Linked DNA regions of Sus scrofa: regions 1 and 3 are each linked to region 2. A link is a contact called in public promoter capture Hi-C data. All regions are on one chromosome and are shown on one strand. Each heading gives the region's core, a stretch centred on a gene start, on an enhancer-like site or on the middle of the called end of the contact. The rest is flanking DNA. Distances are from core to core; before and after follow the strand shown.

Region 1 (3,617 bases), core at 651-3,150, 190 kb after region 2:
ATCTCTAAAAATCGCTACCAGGCATTTGTCCATCTCAGAAATGTTAAGTGCTGATATTTTGTGGATCAAAAATTACACTGAGTAGTTCCCACTGTTGCTCACTGGAAACAAACCCAACTAGTATCCATGAGGATGTGGGTTTTTTCCCTTGACCTTGCTCAGTGGGTTAACCATCTGGCCTTGCCACTAGCTAGAGTGAAGGTGGCAGACACGGCTTGGATCTGACATTGCTGTGGTTGTGATGCAGGCTGGCAGCTGCAGCTCCGATTGAACCCCTAGCCTGGGAACTTCCATATGCTGCAAAATGTGACCCTAAAAAGCAAAACAAACAAACATACAAAAACGACGTTGAAAAGTTTTAATATGTGAACAACAATGGTAGTTTCACTAGCACAAACAGTTGTCTTCTACTGAAATAAGACCCCAGTGCAATGTCTTGGTGATCTTTAGTCACAATCAACAGTCTTAAAAAAAAAACTTTATTAGGCAACTACTACATAGGAGACACCGTTCTAAATATGCATTGAAGATAAAGAGATACAAGAAATATGCTCTCAGCCCTCAAGGAATTTGGTTTAGCAGAAGAAACCTATACAAATATTTCCCTACTGTGTCATTCATAACAGACCCTAGCACTGGGTCCTGTGAGGCCCAAAGAGAAGGTCAGGTGAAAGTCAACTCTTTTGAGATTAGATCAGGGAAAGTTTCAGAAAGAACCCTTTAACTAAGTTCTGAAGGATGAGCAAAAATTCTCCAGTGAGGTAAAGAGGGAAAAGGCAGGTCCTGCATTAGGAACCACAGGCTAGAGCAAACACAGGGAGCCTTTTAACATTGTGCTGTGTGGGAGCCCTGTTCTTTGCAACTGGAACACAGACTCGGTAGGAAAAAGGCAAATGAGATTGAAGTTATACAGCTATAACACAAAAGAAATTTGTACGTTATCTTACTTCAAAGAGAAGTCACTGAAAAAAATCCTAACCAGGGTAATGACGTTATTGGTGTACACTTTAGAAAGATTAGTGGTTTAGGGCTCTACGACTCCCATGAAAGGGTTGCTCCAACATGGGGTCCTCATTCGCCCTGTCCCTGGATTCCCTGACGACTCGCTTCCTTCTCCCAGTCTTGGTTAGCACTGTTACCCTTCCCGCCGTGAGGTCTACTCCCCCCTAGGAGCGCCCCTGTGGTCTGATTTCCGCAGAACCTCCTGGCAGGAGACTCGGCGCTCACTGTCACCTGTGGGCGGCCACCCTCAACGTGATCCAAGCATCCTTATGGAGGCTGACAGTCCTGGACTTCACCGCTGGGCTGTACCCCTCCTTGTGTGACCACCGGGTGTGCCTTAGTTTCTTTCTCGGGAACAGGGGAAGGCCGGGCCCTAGGCTGCTGTGCGTTAAGTGGTAGACGCCGGGATAGAACCGGCGAGGGGCGGACCCCAGCGCCCGTAGAGACGGGGACTTACGCTGCCGGCTCCGCCCGGAGACTAAGCCAGCTAGCGAGCAAGGTAAGGTGGGCCGTGGGAGGCAGGGCGGGGCGGCTCACCGGTAAAAGGCAGAGTCCCCGAGCGGGTTCCAGTTCGCGGTGTAGCAGTCCATGGCCAGTGCAGGAGGTGGCTGGCCAGCGCGGAGCGGACACCCGCCTAGTGCGGGCTCCAGAAGGGCACTTCCACTTCCGCTTCCGCCCGTCTGGGTCACGTGTCTAGGCTGCCGCCACAACCATCCCCACTGTGGGCGGCTGCACTTGGCTGCGGCCGCGTCCCCGCCCACGCCCGGGCCTGGCGGCCGCCCGGGCGGGCCCGGCCCTGGCTCCTGCTCCCTGCGGCGGCTCGCCCCGCCGCACTATCGTCCCCTCGGGTGTTGCGGGGTCGGGCAGGGCGGGACATGGGTGACCGGAAGTGGGAGTTGTGAACGTCGCCGCCTGGGGTCCGGAGGCCCGAGGCGCCGTCGGGCCTCCGCGACTCCTGCATGGAGAGCGCTGGGCGTCGGGCCTCGCACCGACCGCTAACCGGGGCGCACAGCCCCTGCGGGGCAGAGGCAGTGCTGAACCGATCGGCCTCCTCGGGCGCGGGAACATGAAATCCAGCCCTGAGCCCGCCGCGGGCAAGGCGCGCTGGCGGGCCTGCCCGGGTAGCTGGTGAACGGCGCGGAGCCCCGGGACTCGGTAATCGGCGCGAGAGAGCGCACGCGCATGCGCGGGGAGGCGGCGGGCACAAGGCAGTGCGCAGGGTGGCGCGGCTCTGGAAGCGCTTCGGTGTACGCGAGGCCCAAGGGCCTGGCGACCTCCTGTGCCAAGTGTATGGAGGTCGGTGCCACCATGGACCCCACTCTGCTGCCTCCACCTGGACCCTGTAGCCCTGAGCACCCCGAGAAGGGCCAGAGCAGGTCTCATTTACCTCGGGGTGGGCTGTGAGGCCAACCTGCCCTGAGTGCTGGCCCTCTCGTGGCTTAGTGGCCACTCCCTGCAGCCCGTCGTTCTTGCGGCGGCATGGTCTTCTGCCTGGAGAACAACGAGCCGCGCCGCCGGCTGCGAAGCACCATGGTCCATTTCCAGGCCTCGGAAGTTCAGCAGCTACTACACAACAAGTTCGTGGTCATCTTGGGGGACTCAAGTGAGTGCCCTTCTAGAATCACACTTCCCAGTCCCGCACCTGCAGCCTGTTTTCTGCATCTGGCCCCTTTGTCACCATCTCAAACTTCCTTCCTGATCCTTAGTCTGTTCCAGTCCACTAGGTTTTCTCTTTTCATTTTCCCAACGACTTCTGTAGATGTCCTGACAGATGTAGCTTGTCAAGCTTTTCACCCCTTCCTTGCTCAGCATTTTTCTTCCTGACAGTCCTCCACAAATTCCCCTCATGGAAGCGGTGGGTTGTATTTGTCTCTTGGGTGACTTGACAGACTTACTTCTACCAGGTGATCTTGGGTCACTGCATATTAAGTTGAGGAGTGGTGTACAGCTAGAGGTAACTGGGCAATGCCAGGACTTTGTAACCTCACCTTTTCTCCTGCCTCTAAGTTAACCCTCCACAAAGGTGGTCTTGGGCAGTCCCAGCCCTGGGATGATGGGAGGCCTGGATTTGGAAGGAGCTGGGATGGAGTGAGGCCTTTCTCAGCCTCAGGATCTCGGTCTCCCTGCAGTCCAGCGGGCTGTGTATAAGGACCTAGTGCTCCTGCTCCAGAAAGACTCACTGCTCACAGCTGCCCAGCTGAAAGCCAAGGTGAGGGACGTTTGGTGGCCATGCCAGTGATGGGCAGGCCCAGATCCTGGCCTGGTAGGGTCCTCCTCCTTCTGGCCTGGGTCTGACCAGCTTGTGCGGGGGGGTGGGCAGGGGGAGCTGAGCTTTGAACAGGACCAGCTGGTGGCTGGAGGTCAGCTGGGCGAACTGCACAATGGGACACAGTACCGGGAGGTCCGCCAGTTCTGCTCGGGTTCTGGTCACCACCTTGTGCGCTTCTACTTCCTCACCCGTGTTTACTCCGAGTACCTCGAGGGAGTCCTGGAGGAGCTGACCTGTGGGCCTGCCCCAGACCTAGTGATCATCAATTCCTGCCTCTGGGATCTCTCCAGGTTTGGGGGAGGGGGAGAGGCAAATCCTGATGGCAGGGAGGGAGGGAGACGTGGCT
Region 2 (3,961 bases), core at 17-2,516:
GGCTGCACCTGAGGTATATGGAGGTCCCCAGGCTAGGGGTCAAAGCGGAGCTGTAGCTGCCAGCTTACACCACAGCCACAGCAATGCTGGATCCGAGCCGCATCTTCGACCTACACCACATCTCACGGCAACCCCGGATCCTTAACCCACCGAGCAGGGCCAGGGATCGAACCCATCCTCATGGATACTAGTTGGGTTCATTAACTACTGAGCCACAACGGGAACTCCACACTGGATTACTTCTAACTGGTCTCCCTGCTCTTAAGTCCCACATGTGACATCCGAGCCCAGAACGTTTAATCCCTCAGTGACTTTTTTACCCTTATGGCAAAAAACAAACTTCTTAGGGAACAATGCAATGTCAACTCTCACCTTCGGGTTTCTGTGTCTGACAGACACTCACCCTGCCCTGCTTCTCTCCTAAAGCCTCACCTGCTACTCCCCTCTCAAGACTCAAAGCCACTCTGCACGTAGTTAGAGGCCCCCCCCCCCCAAACCTGCGGAGTTCTTGGCCTGCAGCCCCACCCTCGGGAGACGGGACCCACCTGCAGTTGCAGCACTTCCTGCTCCTTGAGCTGCGCCCAGGCCTGCGCCTCTCGGGCCTGCAGGACAGCCTCCTCGGCCTGCCGCCGCTCCTGCTCGAGGGCCTCCTGCCGCAGCCTGGCCAGCCTGGGAGGGGTGAGAAGCCGAGGCTGAGCGGGGCTGGGGGGGAGTCTCCTGACAGGCCAGGCGGCCCCGCCCCGCCCCACTCACCGCAGCTCGTGCAACCGCTGGTTCTCCGCCTGGTTCCAAGCCATCAGCTCGCGATGCTCAGCCGCGTCCTCCTGCGCCTTGCGCTCTGCCTGGACCCCGGCCCGGGCCTCATGCAGCTTCTTGCGCACCTCGGACATGAACTCCAGCCTGGGCGGAGACGCGCCCAAAATTGGCACTCTCTTCGCCCGCCCGCTCGCTCGCCCGCCCCAACACACACGCCGGACAGCGACGACGGCCGCCGCCCCCTCCGTCGCACACACCTGAGCGCGCGCACCGTCTGGCGATACTGGCGGTAACGCTCGGTCAGCACGAAGAACTCCGTAGGATCCACCGCGGGCGGAGTCGCCACGCGCCCGGCTTTGGACTTGGCCGGCGGGTCGTGGCGGGTCTTGCGGCCGCGCGTGGGGAGCAGAAGCGGGGCCGGGAGCCGGCCCGCAGGCCGCGCACCCAGGCCGCCCAGCACGCGCAGCATGGCGAGGCCTCCCCGCCTCCGGCGAGCCGCAAGGCTTCATGGGTGCCGGGAAGTGGCGCGCGAAGCACCACGGGACATGTAGTCCGGCGACTCTACCCCCACCCTCAGGAGCCCGCTGACACCTCAGGCTGCTCTCGCCTGCTGTGTCCTCCCTGCTGGGTCCAGTCCCGCCCCATGTCCCCGGCCCGCGTCTCTCCAGCCACACGCGGGAATGGCTGTCAGTAGGGGTGGAAGAGAGGGGACAAACGAAAGAAGATGCAAAAACTCAGGAAACTTCACACCTTTATTGGAGGGCAGCGGGGCGCAGCGGTCGTGGTCGGGTCTGTGGGAGGAAGGGGCGGTCATTCCACTGGACGCTCTGGTCATCTGACCGCGGAGCTGAGGCCTTGCCCACGCCCTCCTTTCCTTCCCGTCCCGACTAGGCCCAGCTGCGTGGGATCGGCCGCCGGCCGGCGGGTGTTCCCCACTCCCACTTCTTGCGGATGCACTGTTGCCTCCTAGAGGACACAGCGTGCAGGTTCTCCAGCTTCGTAGGCGTGGAGGTGTAGCTCACCTTAAACCTGAGCTCCTACCAGCTTATATTTGGGGATAAGGTTTTGCCTGCCTTACAGGAATTTATCTTTCTCCTTTAGTTAAGATGCTCCCAAGGGGCACTTTAAAATACAATTTGCAAGACAGTAATAAACCACCTCCCTACACTTGTTTTTCGCTATTGGCCTTGGGGAGCTCTTGAGTCATTCCTAGTGCAGCTATCAGTAACCAGCTGGTTTTCAGGGCCCTACAGCTAAGTGTAAGGTCGCACCCCTCACTTTCCACTGGCTGCCGGCCTGCGCACCTGGAGACACAGTGGTTTCTCCAGACTGTCAAGAAGTCTGGGGAACCTCATTACTGCCACTGTCTTATTTATGGAGGTTTTTAGTAGTTACCTCCTACTCCACTAGTAACTCATTTGCTTTAATCTAACATATTATCTCATCATAAACTGTCTAGATTTGGGGGTACTGAATAGCACGTGGCACCAATAGCTGGGCCAAGGGATATCTCAGTGGTATCTTGTTCCTTCCATCCCCAACCCCTCCCTGGCCAGTGCTGGGGGCCTTGCGCCCTACTTACCAGCAGTTTCTGCACCAGGTGCTGCTTCCCACGGAGAAGCCACTGGACCATGGTCTTGCCCTCCCAGGGTACAGTGTCCTCAGGGGGAGCCAGGGCATTGCTTGGGAGGCTATGAGCAATTTGGCCTGGGCTGCCTGCTGCAGTGCCCAGAACCCTTCCTTAGAAGGCTGCAGCCTAACCCCCTCAGCACCCCCTCCCCCCGCGTGTGTGCCAAGGTTCAAGGTAGGCAAAGGAGCCCCAGCCAGCACCTTCTTCTTCCCACTTGAGATCCTTCAACCCACCTGGGAGCCAAGGAGCATGCTGGGGTTCCTGGGATGAGCTGGAGGCTCGCTTTCCTCCAGGGTACCAGCCATGGGACCAGTGCTGAGCCTTTGAGGATCCAGGATGTGTGGTCAGCAGCAGCAGCAGCAGCAGGAGGCCTAGCCCAAAGCTGGCCATGGCAGGGCTGCCCCCCTGGACAGTGGACAGCGCTCAAGGAGTCTGACACCCCCATACACACCCCCTTCATCTTCCTCCAAGGTCCCTTTGGACAACTGGCACTTCGGGGGCAGCTTTAGCATTTCCTAATGTCCTCCCTTCTGCTATTGCTCCTCATCCCAGACTACAGGGGTCCAGACCCTCGAGGTCTCCTGGGAAAGAGACTCCTCCCAGCTTTGCCAGCAGAGGGCCCTCCCCAGGAGGTCAGGCCCACCTTTTCTCCCTTCAGGGATTCCAGGAGAGAGAAGTAGGGAGAGGGGGAACAGACTCTGGTCAGGGGAGTTCTCCAAGAGACATGCAGCAATGTAGGGGTACTTGGGCACCCTGTGCTGGGGACCTGATTGACAGACCCCTTGCCCCTTTTGTCTGTGGGTTTCATGGCAATTAGGGATGTGGAATGCATGTGTGGTGGTTACAGGGGCAAGCGCTTCCTACCCCTTGCTCCTCTCACGCTAGGGAAGGGCAGCAGGCACAGGAATAGCGTTGTTGGGGAGAGAAGCGGGACAGGGGGCTTCTCTAGGCATGGGTCAGGGGTAGAGGGATGGGGAAGAGGACCAGGGTGCCATGCACCCAGAATGGAACTCCGTCCTGGAACCCCAGCCCTTGGGGAGGGCAGCCTTTTCACTCACCAAGGGAGAGCTGTGGATGAAGTGGCTCCTTGAGGTGGCTCTCCAAGGCTGCAGCGGAACCCAGCCAGTCGGCCCCAGGCTTTATGGATCAAGCAGTTCCACCCCCATGGACGCCAGTGACGTCTCAAAGAGGGGAGGGGGAGCAGCTCACCACCAACCCCCTTCCCATCTCAGCATATGCATAGCTGCTGGCCCTGGGGTCACCAGATAGATGCTCCCTCCTCACGTCTCAGAGGTCTGGTCAGAGGACTGCTGCTTCAGCCTGGCTCCTGAAGTCTCATCTCCCCACTTTCCTGACTGCATTCTCAAGCTCCTGCCCTTAGGTCCTCAGAAAGCCTTCAGACCCCTCTCTGACCCCCAAAATTGTGGCCCTGAGAGGCAATGCTTGGGGTCTCCTTGAGTCCCACTAGCTCAGGGCACTCCCCGATACAATCAGGGGGGCCTAAGAGGCCTGTTAAAAGGTCTGGGGAGTGATTACCCTTCCTGTGGGCCTGTTTGCCACCTGTAAAAGGGGTTG
Region 3 (3,803 bases), core at 536-3,035, 150 kb before region 2:
ACTAGGAACCATCAGGTTGCAGGTTCCATCCCTGGCTTCACTCAGTGGGTTAAGGATCCGGCATTGCTGTGAGCTGTGGTGTAGATCGAAGAAGAAGCTCGCATCTGGTGTTACTGTGGCTCCGGTGTAGGTGGCAACAACAGCTCTGATTAGACCCCTAGCCTGGGAACCTCCATGTGCCACAGGGTGCGGCCCTAAAAAGGCAAAAGACAAAAAAATAATAATAACAATAATTATCAAAATTTATGTATGTTTTAAAAATGCTATCCTGCCCTTTTGCTTGTATAATTGTTCATTTAATATGTAATATTGTATAATAGTTTATAATCATATAAATGATGAACTATTTCAGACTTAACAGAAAACAATAAATGCTCAAGTTCCCACCATTCCAATTTAACAGATGTTAAGGTGTTAACCTGTGTCTATATTTTTTCTAATCTTCCCCCAAATACATGGGTCCTGGGATCTTTATTTATTCCATCACACATGCAAAAAAGCTTCATTTGCTACTATAATAGCAAATTCCCAGTGGTTGTTATTTGCTTTTGTTTCGTTTTTTTCTTTTTTGGTCTCCCCGAGGCATATAGAGTTCCTAGGCCAGGGATCAGATCTGAGCTGCATTTGTGACCTATGCAGCAGCTGCAGCAACTCCAGATCCTTAACCTGCTGGGCCAGGCTGGGATCAGACCTGTGAGAGATGCCGTTGATCCCGTTTTGCCACAGTGGGAACTCCTTATTTGCTTCTTTAAAAATCTTGAGTTTACATCCTTTCCCAATTTTTTGTAAACAACTTTATTGTGGTATAATTTGTTCATATCTTTTTTTAAAAAGTGTCAAGAATTAAAGGATGATTTAAATTCCCTGTAAGTATTTAAATTCCAAGTCCTCACTATGGAAAACTGGATCAATAAATCTTGTACAGCCTAATAAGTTTATTTTAAAATGGTATAAAGGAGTTCCCTTGGTACCTCAGCAGGTTAAGAATCCAACAGTTGTCACTGCTGCGGCTTGGGTTGGATCCCCAGCCAAGGTACTTCCTCATGAAGCAGGTGTGGCAAAAAACAAAAAAAATGTATAAAATTCCAGGCCTGAGTACCAAAGCATATCATAATTTATTTATATAGAAGGTTTACTCTCCCTTTTCAGTGAAATCAGATGTCACAGATGTAGGCAAAGCTCTGCCCTTAATGCCCTCCAACTTCTTCCCTCCCAAAAAGCAACCACTATCCTGAGGTTGGTATGTATCATTCCCAAGCATCTTTTTGTGCTTTTTCTGCATATGTATGTTTCCATAAACACTGTGGTATTTAGCGCTTTTAAAGCAAACATAAATGTCACACTGAACATAACCCATAATTTCTTTCTTTTTTTGTCCTTTTTTTTTTTTTTTTTTAAGGGCTTCAGCTGCGGCATATGGAGGTTCCCAGGCTAGGGGTCCAATCGGCAGCTGCCGGCCTACATCACAACCACAGCAACGGGGGATCCGAGCTGCCTCTGCGACCTACACCACAGCTCACAGCAACCTTGGGTCCTTAACCCCCTGAGCAAGGCCAGGGATCAAACCTGCATCCTCATGGATGCTAGTCGATTCCTTTCTGCTGAGCCACGGCGGGAACTCCTGCAGTAATTTCCACTTCATTTTTTTACGCCCCTATAGTTAATTTTATTTTATTTTTCATAATTCATTTTAAAGTTAAAAATTAGGGCCTCTGACTTTTGCGTGCCGCCTGGGCGGGGCCTAGAATGGGAAGTGGGAGGGGCCACATGGGCATTGGGAGGGGCCACATGGGCATTGGGCGGGGCCTAGGAGATCCAGGGCCTCAGGGTGGACGCGCAGGTTCCGCCTGGAAGCCACCGTCATGGTGGCTCCCGTGGTGTATTTGGTGGTGGCGGCTCTGCTCGTTGGCTTTATCCTCTTCTTGACCCGCAGGCGGGGCCGGGCAGCAGCAGGTAGGAGATGCTGCGGCGCCAGAGCCGGTAGGGCCGCGCGTTCCCTGCCTCCTTAGCCTCTGTAGGCCGTCGCGCCGCGGCTCCTGCGCATGCGTTGGTTTGCCTGGCTGGGCTGACTGGCCGTCTGTGCTTAGCGGCGCTCTCCGCGCATCAGATAGGCCGTGCGCGTGCGCCTGCGTGCGCAACGGAGGGCTGGCGGGGACTCTCAGAGCATGATCCCAGCTCTCGGATCGAGTGTCCGGGTCCCTAACCTTTCTCCTGGCCCCCAAAGAGGGTCTCGTCTCATTTCTCTCCTCGTCCCCTGCCACTGCAGAAAGGCCAGGCCCTGGCGAACACTCCCGTCCCTCACTGGGGCAGCCCGCCGCTCTGACCCACTGGGTGCCCAGAGGTTTCCCATCCCTCCGAGGCTGGCCCTGGAGCAGTTGACAAGAAGGCGGCACCTAAGTGTTTGCTACTTGCCCAGGAGATGAATAGAGCATGAGGTGGCTCCAGGAAGCTCTGTCCGTCCCCCAGGGCACCCTCTTTCCAGTTTTGCAACCTGCCCCAAAGGCCATATCATCTACCAGGGCCCAGAAGAGATACACCTGTCATCCTCCATCCTACCCCCCTCCCCTTCATTTCTTATCACCATATGGGTATGTGCGTATGTTTCTCCCTGTCCCTGGGCCCACAGGCCACATCAGAACATCTGCCAGGGGTAGGGCACGGAGAAGCTGAGGTAAGGCAAATAGCCAGTAAATCTTCCTGGGAGGAGAGACTCAGACCCAGGTGTGCTCTCTGATTGGGATGCCAGGTAAAACCATGGCAGGTGGTGTTAGGCAAGAGATAAATGCCGTCCTGCAGTGGGCACTCACATGAGGTCTGAAGAGGTCAAGGTGGGCTTCCTAGAGGAGGTAGAGCTTCAGCTCCATCTTCTAGAGTGGTAGTCTCCTAACAGGCCAGCTGGAAAGGTGGGGCCTTAAGAGAAGAGAAAGGAATTGACACAGGTGTGAAGGAAGGGGTGATCTTGCTGCCTAGGGTTTGAGTTTGGGTTATGAAGGCTTTCACAGTCAGACTGAGAAATTGGGACTTTGTGCAGTGGACAGCGAGAGCCTGGAGAAATTTGACCAGATGAGATCAAGGCTTCCAGGATGCTGCTCCTGCTGCCATGATGTGCCATTGGGCTGCTGGACATCATCGGGGCTCTTCTCGTCCCTACAGCTGGCCGAGAGCCATTGAACAATGAGGAGGAGCTGGGAGTAGCAGGCCGAGTGGCCCAGCCTGAGCTCGATGAGCAGAGAGCCGGTGGCAGGCCTCGGCGTCGGAGGGATCTGGGCAGCCGCCTGCAAGCCCAGCGTCGAGCCCAGCGGGTAGCTTGGGCAGAAGTGGATGAGGATGAAGAGGAAGTCATCATCCCAGGTGAGAGGGGCCCAGCCTGGTGGAGAGGGGGCCTTTAGAGGGTGAGAGTACCCTGCAAAGCTGGGCAGAAGAGTGGAGTGTGAAGCCATAGTGTGGGAGGGATGTCTGGGAGCCGTAGGAGGTAGTTAGGGGAGACTTAGGACCCAGCCTCTGGTCCTGGGGACTAGCAGTCCTGGACCCTGATCCTTATTCCATTGGGCCAACTTCTTCTTCCTTCATTTTGGCTCTCAGTGCGAATCAGGAGGGCAGGGGTCTTTAGATTGACCTAGAAAGTTCCATAGTCCATTCCTTCTTTCCTAGCACTCTTCCTGGTGTGGGCACCCTCATCCCCTGAGGGCTTCACCCTAGGACTAGAGTGCCTGGCCATGAGCTTGCGCGGTTTCTAGAGTGTCATCAACCATAACCCTAGAAGTGTGTGGGGATAGAGGCTTTTTGTTGGCAGAGGCCCCCAT

What was found. Promoter capture Hi-C pulls out the DNA fragments that hold promoters and counts their contacts.
Region 1: a promoter capture Hi-C map of liver shows a contact between it and region 2, with 3 times the contacts expected there. The contact joins the promoter of PCED1A here to the promoter of MRPS26 in region 2. A contact is called at or near these places in 2 of 5 promoter capture datasets (fetal liver and liver) and 1 of 47 Hi-C or Micro-C datasets (liver).
Region 3: a contact with region 2 is called in a promoter capture Hi-C map of fetal skeletal muscle, with 5 times the contacts expected there. The contact joins the promoter of DDRGK1 here to the promoter of MRPS26 in region 2. A contact is called at or near these places in 2 of 5 promoter capture datasets (fetal skeletal muscle and liver), 3 of 47 Hi-C or Micro-C datasets (heart right ventricle and liver) and 1 of 2 datasets of contacts at active chromatin or transcription factors (alveolar macrophages).

The regions. Positions count from the first base shown.
Region 1 is chr17:32,824,281-32,827,897 of Sscrofa11.1, forward strand. PCED1A (PC-esterase domain containing 1A) reads left to right here and starts at 1,901. Exons shown (of 8, transcript NM_001243864.1): 1 at 1,901-2,157; 2 at 2,446-2,605; 3 at 3,132-3,211; 4 at 3,323-3,561. The coding sequence starts at 2,482. It overlaps VPS16 (vacuolar protein sorting-associated protein 16 homolog), which reads right to left and starts at 1,694. Exons shown (of 24, transcript XM_003134328.4): 1 at 1,540-1,694. The coding sequence starts at 1,592.
Region 2 is chr17:32,630,168-32,634,128 of Sscrofa11.1, forward strand. MRPS26 (28S ribosomal protein S26, mitochondrial) reads right to left here and starts at 1,267. Exons shown (of 4, transcript XM_001924808.5): 1 at 1,014-1,267; 2 at 754-900; 3 at 546-669. The coding sequence starts at 1,225. It overlaps GNRH2 (progonadoliberin-2), which reads right to left. Exons shown (of 3, transcript XM_005672785.3): 1 at 2,620-3,961; 2 at 2,339-2,475; 3 at 1,261-1,547. The coding sequence starts at 2,776. The coding sequence ends at 1,509.
Region 3 is chr17:32,478,196-32,481,998 of Sscrofa11.1, forward strand. It overlaps DDRGK1 (DDRGK domain containing 1), which reads left to right and starts at 1,786. Exons shown (of 9, transcript NM_001190212.1): 1 at 1,786-1,953; 2 at 3,154-3,351. The coding sequence starts at 1,863.